Linked DNA regions of Salmo salar: region 2 is linked to region 1. The links are chromatin contacts, called in public Hi-C maps. All regions are on one chromosome and are shown on one strand. Each heading gives the region's core, a stretch centred on a gene start, on an enhancer-like site or on the middle of the called end of the contact. The rest is flanking DNA. Distances are from core to core; before and after follow the strand shown.

Region 1 (7,247 bases), core at 1,559-4,058:
CAGCCAGGACCTCCACATCCGGCTTCTTCACCTGCGAGATTTCATCCGGACAACTGACGAAACTGAAGAGCATTTCTGTCTGTAATGAAGCCCTTTGTCGGGAAACACTCACTCATTCTGATGGGCTGGGCCTGGTTCCCCAGTGGGTGGGCCTGGCACACAAGTGGGTGGGCCTATGCCTGCCCAGGCCCACCCACTGCTGCGCCCCTGCCCAGTCATGTGAAATCCATAGATTTGGGCCTAATTAATTTATTCCAATTCACTGATTTCCTTATATGAACTGTAACTAAAATCTTGAAATTGTTGTATGTTGAGTTTATATTTTGTTCAGTATAGTTTCACACATTAAAACGTGGTAATTAACTACAATCACCATAATCCATTGCGCGTCTACTTCTCCGGTCTGTGTTTCTTTTACGCCTGCTATGTAAAAGAGAGAAGAATGCATAATGGAGAGGGATAGAGAGCAGTTGCTTCAAGGTATCTCTGCCTCAAAATACATTATCAAAGTCATTGTTAGTTGGTATTCAGCAATCAAAAGTATGCCTTATTTACTTTGAAGAACTACTAAAATAGTGATTTTGTCAGACAGCAGTTCTATAGAGATAAGATTACTTGGAATTAAATAATAAAGTCAAATAAAACAAATGTAATAACAACTGAAATATTTTATTAAAGTGAAGTAATGTGAATAAATGATGGTTAATAAGTGATGAGCAGTAATGGACAGTCACTACCATCATGGTACTTGTATTGATTGTTTTATTCTGTGTTGTTACAGCATTCAACCCACTTAATGCATTTAAAGGTGCAATATGCAGAAATCGCTCTGCCATTTCCTGGTTGCTAAAATTATAATAGTCCGCCTTTATGTGAAAAAAAAGCAATGTTTACAGAATCATTGTACCATCTAAACCGCTGTGAAATAAACTCAGCAAAAAAAGAAACGTCCCTTTTTCAGGACCCTGTCTTTCAAAGATATTTGGATTTTTACGGGTTAACTTCACAGATCTTCATTGTAAAGGGTTTAAACACTGTTCCCATGCGTGTTCAATGTTCCATAAACAATTAATGAACATGCACCTGTGGAAAGGTCATTAAGACACTAACAGCTTACAGACGGTAGGCATTTAAGGTCAGTTATGAAAACTTAGGACACTAAAGAGGCCTTTCTACTGACTGAAAAACACCAAAAGAAAGATGCCCAGGGTCCCTGCTCATCTGCGTGAACGTGCATTAGGCATGCTGCAAGGAGGCATGAGGACTGCAGATGTGGCCAGGGCAATGAATTGCAATGTCCGTACTGTGAGACGCCTAAGACAGCGCTACAGGGAGACAGAACGGACATCTCATCATCCTCGCAGTGGCAGACCACATGTAACAACACCTGCACAGGACCGGTAAATCCGAACATCACACCTGCAGGACAGGTACAGGATGACAACAACAACTGCCCCAGTTACACCAGGAAAGCACAATCCCTCCATCAGTGTTCAGACTGTCCGCAATAGGCTGAGAGAGGCTGGACTGAGGGCTTGTGGGCCTGTTGTAAGGCAGGTCCTCACCAGACATCACCGGCAACAACATCACCTATGGGCACAAACCCACCGTCGCTGAACCAGACAGGACTGGCAAAAAGTGCTCTTCACTGACAATTTTTTTTACGTAATCGAACTGAAACTACCTCAAAAAGCACAACTCGCTCAGCACTAGCATGTGTGATCCATTCCCAGTGGCCCTGTGTTTGTGTGTGGCCCCTCACCTATGGCCCTCCTGAAGTTCTCCATCAGCACCTCTGTTTTCTTGATCTCAGAAGAGTAGACCTCACTGCCCACCATGGGGCAGAAGGGCACTTTGTTGCCGAGCTCCTGTGCCATTGCCAACGCCAGGGCGGTCTGCGGAATGAGATGGCGCAAAGTAGGGTTGGTCAAAGTCTCTAAAGTTGTATTCTTTCTATTACTGTGGAGGCCAGGAGACACAGTAAGCATATCAGACATTTCACAATTACGACTTTGGGGTATCATTGAAGTAATGCAGTAACATCTTGTCTACCTTTCCTGTACCGGGAGGTCCAGCAAGTAAAACAGCCCTTCCCGACATCTTCTTTGAGCGGATCAGTTCCACAATGATACCACAAGCCTGTTGACAGAAAACAACGGTAAAGAACATCCATAAAAAAATACACTTGGCTTTGCCAAGCCCAGTTGGTAGTTTAATTAAAAATGAGGAATAGAATAATAAGTAATACATTAAGAAAAATGCAATACAAATTTACCTACCTCTCTTGCGGTCTCCTGTCCAACAAGACCTGACGCATTTTGCTTTGCGTTCCCGGCATCGTCTAGCCCGAGTCCTTTTACATGGCTGTGAGACGCGATGCGCTGGGTTTTCGTGGTGCTTTTGACTTCCTCGATCTTCATGTCTGTGTATTTTATGAACGTCGTATAAGAAAGCAACAAACCCAAACAAAAATGCTCCCTTCGTGATAGTTATTTATTCACCTTTAGAATTGGCGCGGTAAAACAAAACAAACAGATGCGATCTTTTTCAGTGAGGTATGATAAGAACTGTTTCCATGTGGGTTACCAAGGAAGTTGAAGGAAATACCACCCGAAAGTTCTTTTTTTTTAGCTCTAAGAGATACACTATTGGACAATTATGCTCTTCTGTTATAAAGCGACTGGATAGAAGCACTGTCAATCTCACTCATACAAAAACTACCACGCCTCTTTTGGGCTTTTATTTCCGCTTGTGTTCACGTCACTTTGACTTTACGGAAACTGGTACATCATTTGAGATTGATTCCTGCCTTTGTGATCGCATTCCATCGCCAACACTCTCTTATCAAAAAGTTTGCTTAATAAATATAATTAGTTTTGAGTTTTAGACGGATATTTTCTTCCCACCTCATGATTTTGTAGCCTCTACTTGCAAGAGGGAATAAAACGTTACTCACACTTGCATTATTTCCAGAGGACTGTTTTTACTGATACGCAGGAAGAAAAGTTGAAAGAAAAGTTTGTGTAGCTCGACGGCTAACGTTTGTGTTTAGCTACCTATATTTCATCAAACATATTAATTAATTGTAACGCAAGGAGTTCAATGAATGAGGTTATTGAATATTAGTTTATCGTAAATGTTGTCAATTGTGTTGTGTCATTAACTTACTGAACGTAACTAGAGTTCAAGGCCCAGCCAGTAACGCTAGCTGCTGAGGTTGCGACAGGAGCAGATAACTAGCTACCAGTCATGGCAGACTCGAGCAACAACCACCCGAAGACTCTCAATTTTAATGTGGGGGTACTTGGGCATGTCGACAGCGGAAAGACGTCGCTTGCCAGGGCGCTCAGCAGCACAGCGTCGACGGCTGCCTTTGACAAGAACCCCCAGTCCCGAGAGAGAGGCATCACCCTGGATCTCGGCTTCTCCTCCTTCACCGTGGACCTCCCCGAGCAGCTGCGGGAGGACCCCGGGGGCCACGGCTACGACAAACTGCAGTTCACGCTGGTGGACTGTCCTGGACACGCGTCCCTCATTCGCACCATCATTGGGGGTGAGAGAAGTGAATGAGGAGAATATCATATTACTGCAGAGAGAAATCGATACCCTAACCATAGTAGCAAGACAGCAAATGTTCAGGTGTTGACACCTGTGTAACGGTGGAGATCCCATCACTCACACTAAATGACTGTACATGACATGTAGTGACACATTTCAACTGTCCAGTCAGCTGTCTGACAGCTCCTGGTACTCTAGCCATGAGTTTGACAGCCAGCTTCAATTATGGCAAATGGGAACATACTGGGACTGCAGAATAAAGAGTACACATAAACCTGATACAAATATACATTATTTCTTGACTCAACCATTTAATGCAGCCATTACATGGTTAACCCACACTGATTGACTGGCCCCTCCACTAGCCTGTGGCTTGGCAAGGAAGAGAGAGAGGAGGAATGGGTAGAAGTCTCCAGGAGGACAAGTGACTTCCTTACGCCCCAGCTAAATCCTGCTTAGTCATTCCCCCTCTCTTTCTTGCTACGATCTCTCTCTCCACTCCTGAGGAGTGTTTGTAGGCTTTATCCACATTTTTATTATTTTGGTTTTATTATTTCTAGGTAAGGAATTTACTATGTATGCCGTAAGTGGAGACTGCTTTGACAGGGCTGAGAGGCGAAGGTGCATTGGTGGGAGAAGAAGATTGGAGCTGAAGGAAAGCAGGATAAGGAGAGCACACACACAGTGGGAGTGTGGCCTGAGTCAGTGTATATGGCTGGTAGTTGGCTATATAAATCCAGTGTGTCCCTGTGGATGGCACATGCTGTGGATTAGGGCGGAAGGAAGGTGTGGGGATCAGGGTATGTAATCAACTTCCTCTCCTGTCCCCAATGGGGAGAGCACAGGATAGAAGGAAAGCCAAAGAGAGGCAGAGAAAATAGGGGAGCACAGGAAAGAAAGACTGCCAAAGTGAAGGAAAGAAAAGAGGGAGAGGAAAGACAACCAAGTGAGCTGGGGCTCTAATTTCAGCCCTCTAGCCCTTCTCCCTTCTCTACATCTTTACCCTTTGTACCCTCCGTCATCTCTCACCCTCTTCGTTATTATTCTTGGTTGTCTGTTGCTGTTTCTCCATTGATTGCGCAACTTATGACAGGTCATATGGGCCCTGTGTAGATAAGCTGTAACCATGCAGTGCTGAGTGGTCACAATCATTTCACTGAAGTATTTGGACTGGGGTGTTTATTATAGACAAGCCATATAGCATACGTAAGTCTAATTGTGTGTGTGTGTGTGTGTGTGTGTGTGTGTGTGTGTGTGTGTGTGTGTGTGTGTGTGTGTGTGTGTGTGTGTGTGTGTGTGTGTGTGTGTGTGTGTGTGTGTGTGTGTGTGTGTGTGTTTCAGGGGCTCAGATCATAGACTTGATGATGCTGGTGGTAGATGTGGTGAAGGGGATCCAGACCCAGACAGCAGAGTGTCTGCTGATAGGAGAGCTGACCTGCCCCCGCATGGTGGTCATTCTCAACAAGACTGACCTGCTGCCGCCCAACAAGAGACAGACCGCCATCGACAAGATGACCAAGAGACTGCACAAGACACTGGAGAACACCAGGTAACACACACACCAGGCCCCCAGTGTCCTTTCTGGAGCGTGAAGTCACCAGTTCTGCTGGTCGGCTACTATGTAGGAACCTAGCGGTGCCAAAAGCTCTGGGCCTGTAACCACAATGCATTTCAGAGGAGAACATTTGTCCTAAGTGCTGAGAATAGAGACATTTTACTCCTACTCCTACGGGTAAAAATAAAGCTATGCAGGGAAGGCTTTAGTCAACAGAGATACCAAGTCGACAGATTATTTAGGACACCTCATAAGCTGTCCTAACCGGTTAATAGTTACCAGCAGGTGTCTTGATAATAGAAAAGTGGTTCCTGCACCACATGCAACTGCTTTGGAGTTGTTGAAAGAATGTTTAGATATTTCTATATGATAAATCTATAAATAATGTAGACCTTCATGCTCGTCTTTCACAATGATTTCACATGAGGCCTATTACACATGATAAGCCTAAATAATTAGAACCACTAGGCTAATAAATATGTCTAATTGGGCATGTCTATAAGTTGGGAAATTGAAGGAATCTAGGGCTTATGTTAACTTTGATTGTTTGATGAAAATGATAGACCTTTCAAACATTGTATGCAACATTATCAGCAAGTGACATTGATGCCTACTGTGCCAAATCGATTTAGATATGTTAAACAGGAGTGACGAGTGTGTTGATATAATGGTAATTGTCAAAATTCCGCTTTTAACAACCATCAGAATTGGTTAAAAAAGTTTATGCATGCCAACATATTAAGCAATCATTAAGAGTAGGCAAAGTGATGGTGTCCGTCGGAAATTATATAACATTTTACCATTGAAACGTTTGATCATTCACTGTGGTTGTCTGAAGAAACACGTGCTATAGAGTTCACAGCTGGCGACGCCTCATCAGGATTGGTTATTCCCCAATTTGCAGCATGTCAATGGGCGTCATCACCATCTTTCCTTTGTGGTACCTCAACTGTTGTGATTACCAGCTTGGTCTTTAAACAGGTTTTAACAGGATTCTAAGAATGTTTCTGAGATGCTTTGTGGATATGGGCCCAGGTCTGACCTAGAAAGCCTGTAAATTACGATCGGCAGTATTGCCAAACACATTTTGTTTAGACAGCTGTTTATGCTGTAAAATGTGAATTGAATGAAATAGTGATCCATTCTGACTACTACATTTGTCGTCACACAGGATCAGGTGCTGACACAGACCAATCATGGCCTGCAGGCTATTAGGAGGCTCCATAGACATTAAGGCAGGATGAAAATGACTACATCGACCATGATCCTTTGCTACTTATTGCCACTTTCACTATGATCCTTAGCTATTTTCTGGGGTGCCATTCAGCCCCATTCAGCAATAATGGTGTGCTTCAAATTGAAATACTACCAACTTCATGCGCCATCGCGAGTTTTCCAAAGGAATACATGGATGACATCAATGCTATCACTGTCTTTTGGTTTTAATGTCTATGACACACACACACACAATAATTCTAACCCTTGTTTCATCCCCTGTTGGATAGATTTAAAGACTGTCCTGTGATTGCCTTGTCAGCAAAGCCTGGGGGTCCTGAGGCCCCTGAAACAGAGGAGCCCCATGGAGTGCCTGAGTTAATAGAGGTAAAGACCCTAGACACACTGGTGCCCCAGGAAGTGCCTGAGTTAATAGAGGTAAAGACCCTGGACACACTGGTGCCCCAGGAAGTGCCTGAGTTAATAGAGGTAAAGACCCTGGACACACTGGTGCCCCAGGAAGTGCCTGAGTTAATAGAGGTAAAGACCCTGGACACACTGGTGCCCCAGGAAGTGCCTGAGTTATTAGAGGTAAAGACCCTGGACACACTGGTGCCCCAGGAAGTGCCTGAGTTAATACATGTAAAGACCCTGGACACACTGGTGCCCCAGGACGTGCCTGAGTTAATAGAGGTAAAGACCCTGGACACACTGGTGCCCCAGGACGTGCCTGAGTTAATAGAGGTAAAGACCCTGGACACACTGGTGCCCCAGGAAGTGTCTGCGCTATCAGCAGTTTGGCTTAATATTCTGACTGATGTTTAGAAGCCTTCAATGGTACACACAGTATGATTCAGTAAAAGGTCACTCTTACAGAACAAAGACATATGACAGACACTGTCAGGTCAGGGGTTCTGCC
Region 2 (7,247 bases), core at 3,007-5,506, 190 kb after region 1:
TGCGTTAGGGGGTGTAATATACGTACAATATACCATGGCTAAAGGCTGTTCTTAAGCAGACTCAATGCAGAGCGCCTGGATACAGCCATTAGCCGTGGTATATTGGCCATATACCACAACACCCGAGGTGCCTTATTGCTACCATAAACTGGTTACCAACATAATTGGAACAGTAAGAATACTTTTTTGTCATACCTATGGTATATGGTCTGATACAACACGGCTATCAAATCATATCTTATTGGTCAAATACACACATTTAGCAGATGTTATTGCGTATGTAGGGAGATGCTTGTGTTCCACGCTTCAAAAGTTCACTAATATCTAACAAATCACAACAATACACACAAATCTAATGCAAAATAATCAGCATTCAGGGCTTGAACCACCCAGACTGTGTCCAGGCACTGTTGCGTCGTGCCTATGAACAGTCCTTAGTCGTGGTATATTGGCCATATACCACAACCCCTCGGGCGTTATTGCTTAAATAATACACACCTTAGAATGTCCTTCAAGACAATCAGAAACAAGTATTCATTAATGCCATGGTATAATATCAGAACAATGAACTTGAATGAATGAGTGAATAGGCTACAGGCTACTCAACTCTGTGTCATACACCACCATGAAACCCAACAGGTTTTTCATTTTTCAATCTGAATCCAGAATCCATACACCTTCAAAGACCTTTTGCATAACATGGTACCCTACTTTTGGTTGGTGATTTCCCCGAATCACAGCCATGTGCTGTGATGTTCACATTTCAGGGTATGGAGGTGTGCCACCCACGCCTGCTCTATGAACGCTCTGGTGTGGCCAGTCAACCTGGTCTCAGAGTTGTTCTGTAAGTAAATCCGAGATACTCCATTTAGTATAATATGTTACTTGCCGTATGGTATGTCTTAATTTGTGAATGTCTATCACTAATTTTGTATGATACGCTACATGACCAAAAGTATGTGGACACCTCATCAACATCGCATTCCAAAATCATGGGCATTAATATGGAGTTGGTCCCCCTTTGCTGCTATGACAGCCTCCACTCTTCTGGTAAATCTTTCATTGGATGTTGGAACATTGCTGCGGGGACTTGCTTCCATTCAGCCTCAAGAGCATTACTGAGGTCGGGCACTGGACGTTGGTCAGTTAGGCCTGATTCACAGTCTGTGTTCCAAAGGTGTTCGATGGGGTTGAGGTCAGGGCTCTGTGCAGGCCAGTCAAATTCTCCCACACTGATCTCTACAAACCATTTCTGTATGGATGGTGAAGCGTAATTCACTACTCCAGCTGACGCTTGGCATTGCGCATGGTGATCTTAGGCTTGTGTGCGGCTGCTCGGCCATGGAAACCCATTTCATGAAGCTCCCGATGAACAGTTCTTGTGCTGACGTTGCTTGCAAGGGCAGTTTGGAACTAGGAAGTGAGTGTTGCAACCGAGGACAGACAACTTTTATACGTTTCGCGTTTCAGCACTCGGTGGTCCAGTTCTGTAAGCTTGTGTGGCCTACCACTATGCAGCTGAGCAGTTGTTGCTCTTAGACATTTACACGTCACAATAACAGCACTTGCAGTTGACTGGGGCAGATCTATCAGGGCAGACATTTGACTAACTGACTTGTTGGAAAGGTGGCATCCTATGACAGTGCCATGTTGAAAGTCACTGAGAGATTGCAAGTCTGTGTGCTCAATTTTATACACCTGTCAGTAACAGGTGTGGCTGAAATAGCCAAAACCACTAATTTGAAGGGGTGTCCACATACTTCTGGCCATGCAGTGTATGTTAGGAATTACAATTCACATTATTTGTTATGAATTTGCAAAACATATGATATGTTACGAATTCTAGCTCGGCGGCTAGGTGGATAACGTTAGCTAGGCTAGGGGTAAAGGGTTAGGGTTAAGTTTAGGAGTTAGGTTAAAGGGTTAAGATTAGGGTTAGGGAACAGCTAGCTAAAAGAGTGATGGTTAGGGTAAGGGTTAGCTAACATGCTAAGTAGTTGCAAAGTAGCTAAAAATTAGTAAGTAGATGAAAAGTTGCTAATTAGCAAAAATGCTAAAGTTGTCTGTGATAAGATTCAAACTCGCAACCTTTGGGTTGCAAGACATTCGCATTATACACCCACCTAACCACCATCCTTTAGTTTATGCCTTAAGCAACACTCTTTCTTATGTAACCATACCAAATGTAACATTGCATATTAAATGGAGTGTCTCAAATTTACGTACAGAATAAAGTTACATGCTCTGAGACCAGGTTGGGCCAGTGATCGCCTTTCCATTAATTAAGTCATTCGCTTTCTGCAATAATGAGCCAAATACATTTAAACTCTGTTTTTCACAATTCCTGACATTTAATCCTAGTAAAAATTCCATGTCTTAGGTCAGTTAGGATCACCACTTTATTTTAAGAATGTGAAATGTCAGAATAATAGTAGAGAGAATGATTTATTTCAGCTTTTATTTCTTTCATCACATCCCCCAGTGGGTCAGAAGTTTACATACACTCAATTAGTTTTTGGTAACATTGCTTTTAAATTGTTTAACTTGGGTCAAATGTTTCTGGTAGCCTTCCACAAGCTTCCCACAGTTGTTGCGTGAATTTTGGCCCATTCCTCCTGACAGAGCTGGTGTAACTGAGTCAGGTTTGCAGGCCTCCTCGCTCGCACAAGCTTTTTCAGTTATGCCCACAAATGTTCTATAGGATTGAGGTCAGGGCTTTGTGATGGCCACTCTCTAATACCTTGACTTTGTTGTCCTTAAGCCATTTTACCACAACTTTGGAAGTATGCTTGGGGTCATTGTCCATTTGGAAGACCCATTTGCCGCCAAGCTTTAACTTCTTGACTGATGTCTTGAGATTTGCACTTTTCGCATCAAAGTATGTTCATCTCTAGGAGACAAAATGCGTCTCCTTCCTGAGCAGTAAGACGGCTGCATGGTCCCATGGTATTTATACTTGCGTACTATTGTTTGTACAGATGAACGTGGCACCTTCAGGCATTTGGATATTGTTCCCAAGGATGAACCAGACTTGTGGAGGTCTTGGCTGATTTCTTTTGATTTTCCCATGATGTCAAGTAAAGAGGCACTGAGTTTTAAGGTAGGCCTTGAAATACATCCAGAGGTACACCTCCAATTGACTCAAATGATGTCAATTAGCCTATCAGAAGCTTCTAAAGCCATGACTTCTTTTTCGGGAATTTCCCAAGCTGTTTAAAGGCAAAGTCAACTTAGTGTATGTAAACTTCTGACCCACTGGATTTGTGATATAATGAATTATAAGTGAAATAATCTGTCTGTAAACAATTGTTGGAAAAATTACTTGTGTCATGCACAAAGTAGATGTCTTAACCGTCTTGCCAAAACTATAGTTTGTTAACAAGAAATTTGTGGAGTGGTTGAAAAACGAGTTTTAATGACTCCAACCTAAGTGTATGTAAACTTCCAACTTCAACTGTACGTCCTGCGAAGCCTACCCCGTGGCCAGTGGTGTAAAGAACTTAAGCAAAAATACTTTAAAGTACTACTTTAGTCGTTTTGGGGGGTATCTGTACTTTACTTTACTATTTATATTTTTGACAAATTTTACTTTTACTCCCCTACATTCCTAAAATATATATATATATATATATATATATATTTTCTTTTTACTTTTTACTCCTTAGATTTTCCCTGACACCCAAATAGTACTCATTACATTTTGAATGCTTAGCAGGACATGAAAATGGTCCAATTCACACACTTATCAAGAGAACATCCCTGGTCATCCCTACTGCCTCTGATCTGGCAGACTCACTAAACACAAATGCTTAGTTATTTATTAATATATTATTTTATTTGAACCTTTATTTAGTTCTCTCTAAACACACATGCTTAGCTCCTGGCTACCCTTAAAAAAAAAACAAGAAAATGGTGCCACCTGGTTTATATAAGGAATTTGAAATTATTTATACTTTCACTTTTGATATTTAAGCATATTTTAGTGATTACATTTACTTTTTATACTTAAGTATATTTATAGTATTTTACTGCGTGACTTTCAAATTTACTTAAGTCATTTTCTTTTAAGGTATCTTTGCTTTTACCCAAGTTCGACAATTGGGTACTTCTCCAACCACTGCCCATGCCCAATGATCACGAATGATCATCGTTTCCACGTCAGTTGAATGAAAATACGCTGAGCCAACGTAGAATAGACGTTGAATTGACGTTTGTGCCCAGTGGGAATAGTATTTCTTGTGAAAACCTTTCATATACGAAAAGTAGCCTAAGTAATGAAAAAGGAGTCCTCCACATTTCCGCTCTACAAATGTAGGCCTACATTCTTCAGTCACTCTGGAAAAACGAAACGCGTGCATGTCATGATGACTTATGTGAGGGCATGAAAAAGAGGCATCCACTTATTATCGCTCTTGGAACATTATGTATGAGTGTCTGTGAGTGATACGTTATGACAAAAGTGGCATTTTTCAATATAAACATAGTCGGCATTTAATAACCAGGCGCGCTGATGGTCTCCCGGGAAACACTGATAACGTTCCAGCCATTTTCCATATCGTTGCCAGAATCTATTATATTCCGGGGATGGCTCTCCTTCCGGGAAAGGTCAAACACAAAGTCATGAAACCTCAAGTATTCTTCCATCCCTATTCGTGATAGTGCAAATTATTTTCCTCATCCTCTCATCATTCTGTTTTAATATAATTTAAAGACCCTTGTTAAGTTCCTTTGAGAGAATCACTGTGACCCGAAACAGCTCTTCTCACGGCTTCAGCGCATGTAATAACGATTTAACAAATAAAAACACGCGCCAAGGTGTGTGTCATTATCCCACTGGCGGCATTGAGAAAAGCATTATTCCCATTTATATGATTATGGTGCGAAAGTGTGTGCGCGCCAGGCAGTGCTTGAGGAGATATGGTTATAAATTGACGGAGAGTGACACCCAGTGGAGAGGATGTGGCCAACACAACATTTTGCGCACTGTTTAACTCACTATTTCAAATGAAGCATGTTGTTTTGTCCGTTGATGGGGCGATGTTATGTAACTCAACAGTATTATGGTGAAAACCCTTCTGTCTAAAGATTATTTCGAGTATTTCCTAGCCGAGCAGTAGAAGGTTTAGGTTCGATGTGATAAAAGTACAAAAAATATATATATAAAAAAAGAGTTATCCAGTGATCCTGCTGGTGTCAGAGAGAGGACTGGAGGAGTGTAGTCCATAGCCCTTGGGGACACAGGTTATGGACCTCATGTTTGTTATTGTAGAAAGTTAGAGAGGTCATACCAGGGGGAATTCTCCCTCCTCCGTCTCTCTTTACTCTCACTCCCCCTCTTTTTCTCTTTTCTCACTCTCTTCGGCTCCCCTTTCCATCTTCCTTCTCTCTCATATCAAAATCACAGGAAAGATATTTGAATGATTAAATTATATATATTTTTGAATATCTATATACAAGACAGACAGTCCTACAACCAGCGGTTCAGGGATAATTAGTAGAGGTTAAGCCGAGTTGCAATTCTGATTAGAAATTCTATTTGTACGGGCCTCATGCACTCTACACAGCCTCTCTTTTCACTTAAAGGTCCAATGCAGCCATTTTTATCTCAATATCAAATAATTTCTGGATAACAATTAAGTACCCTACTGTGATGGTTTTCAATTAAAATGGCAAAAAAAGAAAAAATGCTTCTAAGCAAACAACAAGTTCTCAATCATGAGAGGTTTGGAACTCTTAAATTGGTCTATTAACAAATTTAGGGCAGATTGGCCCTCTGACAGTTCTGGCAAAGGCCAGAATGGCCGGACCATCGTTTATTGGTGTGGGGTGGTCGAACTTGACAAAAATAAAAGAATATATTTATAAAATTAAATAAATAATGGACACGGCCGACGGCCCATGAGCCTGTTTTTTTATGACTTTTGCAAGATTTCTCTGTTGTCATAATCATCTATATTGAGCATTTGGCTGACCAGTGGGCAGCGGCCTGTCCCACTACCAAGATGGGCCGGCTCGGTTTTCTGATTGGCTGAGCTGAGGTGGCACAAATTCACATTCCAAATCAAACACACATCATCAGAGAGAGTTAGACCCACTCTGACTCTGCATAAAAAAAGGAAGTGGTGCTGAAAAAGTCAGAGACCAAAAAAGGGGTCTTTAGGCCGATAATGCTAAATGTGGGAAATGAACAGATTGATTTGCTAAAGGTTCTGGTTCTGCTGGTCCAAGTGCTGTGTCTATGGAGGACCAAACCTGCCATAATTAGAAGAAAAAATAAAATAAAAAAATATATACACATAAATAGATAAATGCATCAATGGACGCACACATAAATAGATACATATTTATTTAAATAATTAATCTCACTTTCTTTCATTTTATTCATTTATATTATTTCTTCATTTATTTATTTATGTATTTCTTCCTCCAATATGATAATGAGGGGGTGACAAGCAAACGTATGTGGTTGGTATCTAACACACAATTGGTTGATCAATTCCACTGCGAATTGCTCAATTGCATTTGCCTGGGCTGCGTTTAGTATGACAGAATAGTGTTACATTTACATTACATTTACGTCATTTAGCAGACGCTCTTATCCAGAGCGACTTACAAATTGGTGCATTCACCTTATGATATCCAGTGGAACAACCACTTTACAATAGTACATCTATATATTTTTTGGGTGGGGTAGAAGGATTACTTAATCCTATCCCAGGTATTCCTTAAAGAGGTGGGGTTTCAGGTGTCTCCGGAAGGTGGTGATTGACTCCGCTGGCGTCGTGAGGGAGCTTGTTCCACCATTGGGGTGCCAGAGCAGCGAACAGTTTTGACTGGGCTGAGCGGGAACTGTGCTTCCGCAGAGGTAGGGAGGCGAGCAGGCCAGAGGTGGATGAACGCAGTGCCCTTCTTTGGTTGTAGGGACTGATCAGAGCCTGAAGGTACGGAGGTGCCGTTCCCCTCACAGCTCAGTAGGCAAGCACCATGGTCTTGTAGCAGATGCGAGCTTCAACTGGAAGCCAGTGGAGTGTGCGGAGGAGCGGGGTGACGTGAGAGAACTTGGGAAGGTTGAACACCAGACGGGCTGCGGCATTCTGGATGAGTTGTAGGGGTTTGATGGCACAGGCAGGGAGCCCCGCCAACAGCGAGTTGCAGTAATCCAGACGGGAGATGACAAGTGCCTGGATTAGGACCTGTGCCGCTTCCTGTGTGAGGCAGGGTTGTACTCTGCGAATGTTGTAGAGCAT

The links. A called contact is a pair of places that touch in the nucleus more often than the background predicts.
Region 2: a Hi-C map of gill shows a contact between it and region 1, with 3 times the contacts expected there. The contact joins the enhancer-like site here to the promoter of eefsec in region 1. A contact is called at or near these places in 2 of 3 Hi-C or Micro-C datasets (gill and muscle).

What each region holds. Positions count from the first base shown.
Region 1 is chrssa22:29,539,321-29,546,567 of Ssal_v3.1, forward strand. It overlaps eefsec (eukaryotic elongation factor, selenocysteine-tRNA-specific), which reads left to right and starts at 2,809. Exons shown (of 7, transcript XM_014167118.2): 1 at 2,809-3,553; 2 at 4,900-5,107; 3 at 6,619-6,715. The coding sequence starts at 3,250. It overlaps ruvbl1 (RuvB-like AAA ATPase 1), which reads right to left and starts at 2,615. Exons shown (of 11, transcript XM_014167120.2): 1 at 2,280-2,615; 2 at 2,053-2,139; 3 at 1,763-1,895. The coding sequence starts at 2,420.
Region 2 is chrssa22:29,726,300-29,733,546 of Ssal_v3.1, forward strand. No RefSeq gene overlaps it. Among protein-coding and RNA genes, the nearest start is that of LOC106583153, 10 kb to the right of the region's middle. Within about 2 kb of position 4,257, at least 1 of the 13 cell types and tissues checked has an H3K27ac peak or open chromatin away from gene starts, as enhancers often do. A contact at or near this core is called in gill, where this site is marked.